Regions from separate parts of the Nomascus leucogenys genome. Here region 1 is linked to region 2. The links are chromatin contacts, called in public Hi-C maps. All regions are on one chromosome and are shown on one strand. The core of a region is the stretch at or near the end of the contact, and the rest is flanking DNA. Distances in the headings are between cores, read along the strand shown.

Region 1 (5,641 bases), core at 2,921-5,420, 170 kb before region 2:
GCTCACGCCTGTAATCCCAGCCCTTTGGGAGGCCGAGGCGGGGGGATCATGAGGTCAGGAGATCGAGATCATCCTGGCTAACACAGTGAAACCCCGTCTCTATTAAAAATACAAAAAAATTAGCCGGGCGTGGTGGCAGGGGCCTGTAGTCCCAGCTCCTCGGGAGGCTGAGGCAGGAGAATGGCGTGAACCCAGGAGGCGGAGCTTGCAGTGAGCCAAGATCGCACCATTGCGCTCCAGCCTGGGTGACAGAGCGAGACTCCGTCTCAAAAAAAAAAAAAAAAAAAAAAAAAAATTACAAGAGCCTCTTACAGATTGGGCACAGCACACTATGTTGATGCTTGGAAAGAGGGGAGCAGATGAGAAGGAGAACTCTCCTTACCTTTCTCCTGAGAGAAGGTGGATCTGAGGCCCCCAAACTGCCTTTGTGATTGAAAAAAAAAAATCCTAAGCAGAACATCTGTGTGCAAACCCACCTAGCAGTGGACACCATCATTATTTGGCTGCTGAACTGTTCTGCCATGTAAGGCCAAGGGTCAATCCCTTGGCTTAATCAAATCCTTTCGTATTAAACGAATATGCCCCACAAATAAATGCCAAATACATCTAATATGCTATGAGGATGTGAAGAAAAACAGCACTTACAGACTATAAAAATGACCAAAGACATGTCTGCAGTAAAATAACTTATGCAAAGGATTTTAACGTTCCAGTGCTTGGAGACTCTCTGAGCTGCCAAAAAGCCCTTTTTTAAATTCCAAAAACCTCTTTATCATTTGCTCCAAAATGGAGCAGGCCTTGCTTCAGGTTAATAGATTATTTTTGAAATGTAGAAGTAGTAATAATAATAGTGGTAGTAGTACTTGATACCATTTCCTGAATGCCTATCATGTTTTAGGTAAGCGTGAACTGGGTTCACACTCTGGTGGTCACCAGGTCTGTGGCCTTGGCTCCGTGGCTTAACCACTCAGGTTTCCTCATTTGTACCATGAGGGTATAAATAATATCTCCTCCCAGAGCTGTTTTCAGTCTCTGCTGGCCCATTGCTCTGCTCTACAGATGAAGTCACACCCTCGTAATCATGGCTCTCACTGGATGCTCAATGTTTGTAGAGGTTTTAAGTGGTTTCATTGATTTCATTAAACAACATTGCTGGATTCAACAGAACAAATATCCTGTAATTATGTTAGCTAATATCTTTTTTGGATACAGTGGTCAAGTTTCAGAGGACATGTTGGACCTATGAGTCATACTATAATGAGAAACACCTGGTATCCTTAGGTATTCTATGTCAACCCCTAGTTTGGCTCAGATTCAGATCACTGCCCTTTGAGATTTTGTCTAGTCCAGGGGTCAGCATATCTGGCTAGCATCTTGTTTTTGCAAATAAAGTCTGTTTATATATAGTCAATGGCTGTTTGTGTGCTACAACAGCAGAGCTGAATAGTTGCAACAGAAATAGTGCAGTCCATGAAGCTTAAAATATTTACTATCTGACCATTTACAAAAATGTCTGCCGATCCCTCCCTGGTCTAGTCTGCTGTTTGCCAGTACACATCACAAAAGAACTTGTTTGAACTTCAGAGGTAAGAAGAGCAAGCTCTTTAGGGTAACTCATCCCCTTACTGGTTTGCACGTGGACGCCAGTGCCTTCTGCACGGTGGGAAGTGTGATTTGAACTAGTGCTTCTTGAAATATCTTCTTTCGGATGGTGCTGCTGTCATAATCATATTGCTGTCAATAAAGAAACATATGTTAAATAGTAACATTACAATCTGTTGACTTACGTTTACGCAAAAAACTCAGCCACCCACTTCACCTCTCTTTTCCTCCTAATGTCTGAGAACTCTTGTATTTCCAAGGCCTCAGAGATCTGTCCATGTAATTCCCTCACACTGCAGTCACAGGTTATAACTGATAATGACCCATCTCACTCTTACCTTTCACAGGTATGGAAACTGAGGCAAGATCAAAACAGAGTGGTGACTTCTGCATTATAAAGAAGTTGGGGATAGAACTGGGGGGTGAGTTTGTACTTTATTACTCCTGTCCCAGGTAGGTCCATGGAAACCATGATCATCTATTACTCCACATCTTCAAACCAGGGTCAGTGGGTTGTAATGATTTCCACAAGGGAAGAGAAGGCCTGGCTAGGGCCTATTGAAAGATGACGATTCTGTCTGTTCTGCATTGGACATCCCAACATGGAGACCAGGATTTAATTGTGGAACTCACTTCAAGGGGATCACAGATAAATCAGAGTATAGTCATAGGCAGTGAGAAGAATGGTCAGGCCAAGTGAAGAATAGTTAAAGAGATGAAGGTGTTTATACTGGAGATAATAACTTAGGGCAAGTTATAACTCTGTTCAAACAACCAAAGGCTGCCACGTGGAAGAAGGTTATGTACGAAGGGGGTAGAACTGGAATAACCAGTGGTGAGAACTTTGGCCTAACATAAGAAAGCACGTTCTTGCTGTCAAGAACTAAAATGGGCTATCCTGAGAGGTAGAAAGTGTCCTGCCAATGCAGGTGTCAGAGCACTAGTGGGACCACCCCTTGAGGGAACCTGCTGAACACTGAATATGAAGTTGAACTAAAGGCACTCAAAATCTCTTTGAAACCTGAGGTCCTAATATTTCAACACCTTTCTACGTTTTTTCTTCCTTTCTTTCTGTACGCTAAAGCATTTGACACTGACACTATCTTTTTTTTTTTTTAGTTCCATTGCAATTTCATTATTATGTGTGTTACCATGATCAATATTGGTGCTTTTTTTATTTTTTTGAGACGGAGTCTCGCTCCGTCACCCAGAGCTGGAGTGCAGTGGCGCGATCTCTGCTCACTGCAAGCTCCACCTCCCAGGTTCACGCCATTCTCCTGCCTCAGCCTCCCGAGTAGCTGGGACTACAGGCGCCCACCACCACACCCGGCTAATTTTTTATATTTTTAGTAGAGACGGGTTTTCGCCGTGTTAGCCAGGATGGTCTCGATCTCCTGACCTCGTGATCCGCCCGCCTCGGCCTCCCAAAGTGCTGAGATTACAGGCATGAGCCACCGCACCCGGCCCCAATATTGTTTTTAATATCAATGATTTGGTTGCTAGAGTTTCCTCTTGCCTGTGAGGCATCAAGATCAAGTCTGAAATTCAGACACCACCCCTAGGCTCTGTGGGACTTTGATCTTCTGTTCCAAGGCACTGTTTAGGGGAACTAGAAGGCAGTGAAAAAAATTAGTGGACTAGGTGTATGATCGTTTATCCTTAAGCTCACCATTGATCAGCCTGTTGAGCTTAATTAAGTCACATTAGCTTTCACAGAATCAGTTCCTCATCTGTACAAGGGGGGCAAATTCTAGTTAATGCACAAGTTCTTGTGGGGATCAAGTAAAAGGCTTTAAAATATAACATATATGTGAAAGCTCCTATTATTAAAACTATTTTAATATACACTTATGCTGAAGTACATTTAAAACAATTTCATATGGTAGATTTCTTTTCCTTGGAGTATTTCCTTTGCCATGAGGTTTTGATTTTTCAAAATCAATAAATTATTTTCCAGTTTAATGGATTTTACTATATTGTAACCTCTTTGAAGAAAGAGGCTGTGCCTTGCCTATTTTTACATCCCACGCAATGCTTATAGTGGACAGCCAATAAATGTTTGTCGAGTTGGATCTCTATGAAGGCTGGGACACGGGGCCTCTAGCTGTGGGTAATGATGCTGAGGACCAGCAGTGGCCGCTAGATGGCAGAAGAGGCATGGAAGTCACACTGGAGAAACTGCCGCGGACTGAGAGTCACTGGACTTGGGAGAGGAAGGAGTGGGGAAAGATTAGAGCCAAGGAGAGAACATGATATTTTCCACTTTACAAAAGAAACAGGGGTCACGTTCTCGTTTTATGCTTCCCACAAACAAGAGAACGGTTTTACCTTTAAGACTCGGAGCTTAACCTTCTCAATGGCAACTGCAGTTTTGGAGGCCTCTCCTTGGAGATGTGGGGAAAGCAACTGCTCAAAAGTGAACACTGCATTCTCCATTAGCTAGAAACCAGAAGCGACACAGAAACAGACAACAGTCAGAGGCTGGGATCACCACCCACAGGCCTGGCTAAGTGGGATTGCAGAGTAGGGGCCATCAGAGATGAGTCCCCTCGGCTGCTACTCTGGGGCGGACCCAGGGCAACATCACCCCATCACTAGGGCTGTGAAACAAATAGTCATGTGGCCACAGTAGGAGCAGGAAGAAGTTGGAAAACCCAAGGCCACGGGACTGAGCAAGTGTTCTGTCATCTCCCGTGGGCACCCCTCTTCTATTCTTTGATACCTGCAGCCACTGATTAAGGGATGAGGCTGGAGCCTTCTTCAACTAGTTTTTGGTGTCGCCTCCATTTTAAGTGGATGTAAACCACTCCGCAGCATATCTCTCCCTCTCTCTGCAGGGCTGGGAAGGGAGGCAGGGTCAGGGATGGGTGGGGACAGTGGCTGACATGTTCATGGGTCAGAAAGCAGAAGTAGTTCAGGTATCTTATTCCCTGCACCTTTGCCTGCGTTCCCGTCACCAGGGTCTAGTATTATGAAAGAGACTTCTGCTAAACTGTTGCCTAATTTTGTTCCTTGTTCCTCTTTCATCCCTTACAACTCAAGGGTTAGCTAAAATGTATCACTTGATCTTGCCCATAACCTTTATGAAAAAAAAGTTCTCCTTTCTTCTCCAAGCCCGTGATCCCAAAGCATCCAATATATACCTTTTTTTTTTTTTTTTTTGAGACACAGTTTCACTTTGTCACCCAGGATGGAGTGCAGTGGCACACTCTTGATTCACTGCAACCTCTGCCTCCAGGGTTCAAGCGAGTCTCGTGCTTCAGCCTCCAAGTAGCTGGGACTACAGGTGCGCACCACCATGCCCGGCAAATTTTTTTGTATTTTCAGTAGATATGGGGTTTCACCATGTTGGCCAGGCTGGTCTTAAACTCCTGACTTCAAGTGATCCACCCGCCTCGGCCTCCTAAAATGCTGGGATTACAGGCGTGAGCCACCGTGCCTGGCCACAATATATACCTTTATCATACCGTCAACATTGTAGTGAATTTATCTAAGAATTTGTCTCACTCAAGCTCCCTGAAGTGGGATCTGGTACAGTGTCCGGCCCACAGTAATCTCTCCTCAGAATATCTGTGTGACATGGCATGGTGTCCTTTAGAGCTTTGATGACCATACCCCTTATTCATTTAGGAAACACTATAATACGGAAGGAGTTTGTGCTATTCATTCCTGTTACTGGGGAAAAGTTTCCTTACGAAAAAAAAAAAAAAGAAACCTGTCAAGTAGACTCAAGAAATTCAAATATGAAGCTGTGACTGATTGATTGATTGGTTTACTCTTAATTACATTAGGGAATTAATTTAAGCCAGTGGTTCTCAATCCTGGCTGCATATTAGAAACAGTAGGAATCAGGGTAGGGAAGTTCTATCAAAAAGTTGCCATATAGGCTGGGTGTGGTGGCTTACGCCTGTAACCCCAGCACTTTGGGAGGCCGAGGTGGGCAGATCACTTGAGGTCAAGAGTTTGAGACCAGCCTGGCCAACACAGTAAAAACCCATCTCTACTAAAAATGCAAAAATTAGGCAGACATGGTGGCACA
Region 2 (5,864 bases), core at 2,000-4,499:
GGTGGCACACACCTGCAGTTCCAGTTACTCAGGAGGCTGAGGTGGGAGGATCACCTGAGCCAGGGGAGGTCAAGGCTCACAGTCATTGTACCACTGCACTTCAGCCTGTGTAAGAGTGAGACCCTATCTCAGAAAACTAAAAAAAGAAAAGAAAACATGGCATAAAGAGAGAAGAGCACCCAAACTGACCACTGATGCCTGGAATCTATTAGCTTTCTTCCTCATTAAAAAAAAGATTGGCTGGGCACGGTGGCTCATGTCTATAATCCCAGCACTTTGGGAGGCCGAGGCAGGCGATCACAAGGTCAGGAGATCGAAGCCATCCTGGCCCACATGGTGAAACCCCGTCTCTACTAAAAATACAAAAATTAGCTGGGCATGGTGGCGCGTGGCTGTAATCCCAGCTACTTGGGAGGCTGAGGCAGGAGAATCGCTTGAACCAGGGAGTCAGAGGTTGCAGTGATCCGAGATCGCGCCACTGCACTCCAGCCTGGTGACAGAGTGAGACTGCGTCTCAAAAAAAAAAAGATCATTTTAGGTCAGTGCTAAAAGCATCACTTAAGACTAACATATGACACGGCTCATGTGATCACAAGTTGGTCTCAGTATTATTTATTAATAGAAACATCTTATCAAGGGACACTACTGAAAGGCCTCTAGAAACAATTCTAAAAATTTATTCTGTTGTAAGAAACATGAGCATTGTCGTAATTTCCAAAACTAACATCTTTAGAAATGAAGTAACTCCTTAATGTAGCTGATATATCTTTACCTGAAGATTAACTAAATCCTAAGAAACAATGTATTTTCAAAACATCCATATGACACAGATGTTTTGAGGCACACAAGGAATGGCAGCTGTTCAATGATTTGTCTTAAAGGCTGATTCAGCGTCAGTAGCATACAGCTGCTTATGATGCATACAAAATAAAGTTAACAAAAGTCACTCAAAATATATTGACTAGCTACTCTCCTTGTTAGCAAAGTTTATCAAGCTTAAAAGAAAGTTATTGTCTCAGCTTCAGGAGCTTTCAAATCTATATTTCACTGATGGCTACTTTATGAGAAACAGGTCATAAAAGTATATTTAAACTTTACTGTCATACTTCCGATCGTTTTGCTTACAATTGAATCAAAGCTTGAGAATATTTATGGGCTAAAAGATGGGCAAAGAGGTAAAGATAGGGCTATGATTTTACTCAGGAACCTGGGCTTCAAAACCATCAGGAAATCACAGCCCTGTGACCCTCATTTGCTCATGCATTAACAATGTACAACACCATGCATTTTTCCAAGGTTCTTTTCTCTTTTGGCAAGACTAGCATTCTCACATGAAGCGATGAGTCTTTTTCTCTGGAGGTATTCTAACTTTAACTCTTCTCTTCCCTCTCCCACTACACATACCGTGCAAGTGCCCTCCTGAATATAGAATGAAGAGAGAAAGCTGAACAAGACTGGGAGATGTAATGACTGTCACACCATATGCTACAGGTTTACTCATTCAAAGACTTGCATTACCAGTTCTTCACCTGCCCTAAGTCCCTCATACTTTTGTAATAATTTAATAGCTTTCAGAATAAAGAAAGTAATAACATTTTCTTATTATCTGAGTACAATGCTTGCATCAATAGCAACAAACAGCATGGCCAGGAAGTCTTCTTTAAGCAAGTTAATCCTTCACACTGCTTGACTTCAAATGATTAGTGTACATGGCCACGCGTCCACGTTAGGTGCTCCTAAGCTTTCCAGTGAAATAAAGTCTTATATAAATGCCTTAAACACAACTTTGCTAACATACAAATGCAAGCCCTTTCTCACTATGTTCTGTTAATTGCCCTTTCAGTCCCTATACACTGGTAACACAAGCATGTGGCCACATTTTTAAGACTAAGGCAGGCTTCATTTATTTCTTTTAAGCTTAGTTCAGCTCTTTTACTAATATAAATAAATCATCTATCTTTCCCCTTTTAACAAACAAAAGCAAAGAGATACTTGACCAAGTGTTATCCCCTGACAGTACGGATCTTTTACCTCCAAAGGCACCAGAGCAGGAATCTGTAAAATCAGCTCCGTTGCTCTTCAAGTACCCTGATTTGATATCCTTTTAAAATGGTCTTAAATGTTGTGGTGACTGAAAACAAATGTGGAATAAGAACACCAAATAAATGATTTCCTCTTAGGAAAGTATTCAAGGGCCAAACAGACCTAGAGTTTAATACCTAGTCTGGAAGATATTTCTGAAGCCGAGGGTGGGGGATCGGGCGGCGGGGCGGGGGAAAGAGTAAATTGGTAAGATAACCAAATGTTAGGTAGCGGTTGAAGGCAAGGTTGGGGTGGGGGGTAAGAAGAGGGGAGGTCAAATACACCCAGGAAATAAAGGAGATAACGAGTCAGGACTTCCTGCAGTTTCAGTTCGGTTTGGGTTTTGTTTTGTTTTTTTCTGCCTCACGCTCTCTACTGAGTCCCCACACCTCTGAGGGTCTCCCTAAATGAGTTTCTCCCCTTCTATAACTTTCGCGGCAGTTACAAAGCACGCCAGTGTTCCTCTTTTGCTTCGCCCCTCTCCGGGGCGTGAAGGGAACGGCATGACATTGTCCTTTCTGCCGCTGATGAAATCATCCTGCAAGTGCTAGGATGAAATGCGAGCGAAGCTGCGGCCAAACGCCGCGCTTTCCAAAGCCAGGCCAACATTACTAAGAGGGAAATTCTGCTTTAGCGGCCGGGAATCCCCAGGGGTATCTCTAGAAACGCGGGATATCCCCGCTGCTCTCTTGGCGGCCAGTTCAGAAACAGCTCAGAACTCAGTCTGGGGCAGATACCGGGGGGCGAAGTGCGCCGGGCGGGGGCGGCACTGACCCCGAGGCGGCGGGAGCGGCGGAGGCGCCGGCGTCCCCACCCGCATCCTGCACCTGCCTCGCTCCCAAGCCCTCCCGGTCCCCGGTCTACACCCGGCGCCCCCGGTCCCCGGTCTACACCCGCGCCGGAGGGCGCCGGCTGGGGCAGGAAACCCGACTCGCGCGGGCGGGCTGCGGTCGGGGATCCCCGAACGCTACAGGGAGAGGGCCCGGGGCGCGCCCCTTGGGGCCCCAACCGCGGCGGCCAGCCTGGTGCACGGGTCAGGGGGCTCCCCAGGCCCCCGGGCGGGAGGGGCGTACCTCGGATGTAAGCGCACTTGCCCTCGTCCAGCTGGCTGGAGGCTGAGCCGCCCATGACCGCGAGCTGCCTGTGCTGAGCGCGGAAACTGCCCGGCCCGCGCCCAGGGGACTGGCCGCTCTGGTCCGCGCCCACTGCTCGCTCCTGGAGGTTGATCCGACGGCAAGCCCGGCTCTGAAATTAAAAGCAAACTTCCTTCGAGAGGCGAGAGACAAGAGGCAAGAGGCGTCGCCTTCTGGGGCGCCTCCTCCAGGTCCGCGCCTTCTGAGGATCCGTGGGCCGGCCCGGGGGCTGTCTTCCCGCCCTCGCCTCGCTGGTGAGCTCCGACGGGCTGCCCAACCGAGGAGGATGGCCAGCTCCTCCTCCTCGCCCACGGTTGCTTCTTGTTTTCATCCGTTTGGGGCATCCAAAAAATACCTTGGAGGAAGTGGACCATTTCTCAAGTGACTAAATCTCTGTGAGCTGGAACTTTCCCAGCTCACATCCTTCGAGGTGGAGCTCAGGATCACGTTGCCTTGTGAGTGTTGCTGTCCAAGAAGCAACAGTTCTTCCCAAGCATTACCTGGGAGCCTGTTAGAAATACAAAATCTCAGCGCTATCGTCCACCAGCCCTCTACACACACACACACACACACACACACACACACACACACACACACACTTAGAATCTGTGTGAGTGGGGCCCAGCAATCTGTGTTTGCACAAACCCTCCAGGGAATTCTGATGCCCGCTGAAGTTTGAGAACTAGAGGTAAATTATACCTTTCTGCAGGCAAGAACCTGGACCAAGGAGGGAGTGGGGAAATGAGGAAAAAAGGAAAGAGAAAAAAAAAAAAAACGGAAAGACAGGGAAAAAGTAAGGCTTGGCCCTAGAATATACTCCCAGCCCTGAAACTTCCTAAGACTTGACGAACGTCTGTCCTTACCCCTTTACTTTCCATTCCTCTCCTTAACTGGAAATCAATCATTAGAAAAGATATTTGTTCTTTTCCCACAACCACTATTTAGCTTGGCAGCCTCTCGGAACAAGATCCACTTGGGCAGAGGGGTCACCACTGATTTCATCCTATTCTTAGTAGTCAGTTGTTTTGCGACTCCTGTTGACTTAACCTCAAGGTCAAATGGTCTGTATACACTAGAACCAGGCCTGAGGAGGACTTTGAAGGCTTTCCCACACACCCCCGCCTTCCCTATTAGCTAACTTGCACTTTAACACAACTATTTCATCACACTCACACCCAATCTCTCACACTCTACATTCCAATCTATCAGTAAATCGTGTCAATTCAGCTTTTAAATATGTCCAATAGCCAACCAATTCTCATCCCCTCTACTGCCATCCCATATCATTCCTCACCTCAGTCATTACACTAGCTGCCTAACTGATCTACCTTCTTCAGAGAAAAGCCACGACGTCTAGCAGGGCCTAGGTGGAGCTTCCTCTGTGACCTTCTCTACCACTACTCCTTGTTCTCTCAGTTCCAGCCCTGCTAGCCTTTTTTTTTTTTTTTTTACTCTTTCTAAGACACATCAAGCTCAGGGCCTTTGCACTTGTTTTTCATTTCTGTAGGATGCTCTTCCCTCAGATATTCACACAGGTTACTCTCTCAGTCATTTCATTCAAGCCTCCACTTTAATGCTAGCAACTCAGAGAGGTTCTCCTTGACCCAGGAACACCAGCCATCACCTCTCTCTGCCAGTCGCCCTTCATTATTTCTGTTTCATATCACTTAGCATCATCTAACACATATTTCTTTGTCTATCTTCCCCCACTGCGATGTCAACTCTATAAGGTTTAGGGATTTTCTTTGTTGTTATTGTAGTTTCTTGGGGCTTTTTCCCTCAAAATTTCTGTTTTCTTTTTTATTATTATTTTTCCTCTTAGGGCAGGGACTTTTTTGTCTATTCTGTCCTCTGCTATATTTCAAATGCCTAGAAGAGTGCCTAGCATGTAGTAGGTGTCCAGCAGATAACCACTGAATAAGTGAATGAATGAAAAATAAAATGTAAAAATCTGTACTCAGCAAAAACTACGATCTCAAGAATTTCCAGATAACAACTCAATGATTTAAACTATTTAATGTTGAACTCTTCTCTCAATACTCTAGTTGGCTGCTAGAATTAAGTGTATCTTCTTGGAGAAGTAATTTTTTTGACTATATAAATTGCTATAACTATGCCTCAGAATACTGTTGTTGTGTTTGAAGAAAACTAGCTTGGATCTCCTGACAGAAGTGTAGTTTTAGCTTGTCACCTCTTGCTCAGGAATACTCTGAGAAAGGACTGATTATCCTCATCTACCCTTATCCACTCATTTGTAAACATTCACAGATGGAACAGAGTACAAAGATGGATTCACACAAACAAATGGAAAAACATTCAATGCTCATGGATAAGAAGAATCAATATTGTTAAAATGGTCATACTGCCTAGAATAATGTACAGATTCAAAGCTATTCCCATCAAACTACCAAAGACATGCCTCACAGAATTAGAAAAAAACTATTCTAAAATTCATATGAAACCAAAAAAGAGCCTGAATAGCCAAAGAAATCCTAAGCAAAAAGAACAAAGCTGTTGGCATGACATGACCTGACTTCAAACTATACTAGAAGGGTACAGTCACCAAAACAGCATAATACTGGTACAAAAACAGTATACCAAAAATATGAGACAAAAACAGATACATAGCCCAATGGAACAGAATAGAGA

The links. A called contact is a pair of places that touch in the nucleus more often than the background predicts.
Region 1: a contact with region 2 is called in a Hi-C map of a lymphoblastoid cell line, with 6 times the contacts expected there. The contact joins the enhancer-like site here to the promoter of NIBAN1 in region 2. A contact is called at or near these places in 3 of 4 Hi-C or Micro-C datasets (a lymphoblastoid cell line and an unstated tissue).

What each region holds. Positions count from the first base shown.
Region 1 is chr9:30,520,915-30,526,555 of Asia_NLE_v1, reverse strand. NIBAN1 (protein Niban 1) reads right to left here. Exons shown (of 14, transcript XM_003264458.4): 11 at 3,931-4,041; 12 at 1,627-1,734. Among named protein-coding and RNA genes, the nearest start is that of EDEM3, 48 kb to the left of the region's middle. Within about 2 kb of position 4,170, the one cell type or tissue checked has an H3K27ac peak away from gene starts, as active enhancers do. A contact at or near this core is called in a lymphoblastoid cell line, where this site is marked.
Region 2 is chr9:30,353,516-30,359,379 of Asia_NLE_v1, reverse strand. It overlaps NIBAN1 (protein Niban 1), which reads right to left and starts at 3,249. Exons shown (of 14, transcript XM_003264458.4): 1 at 3,156-3,249. The coding sequence starts at 3,210.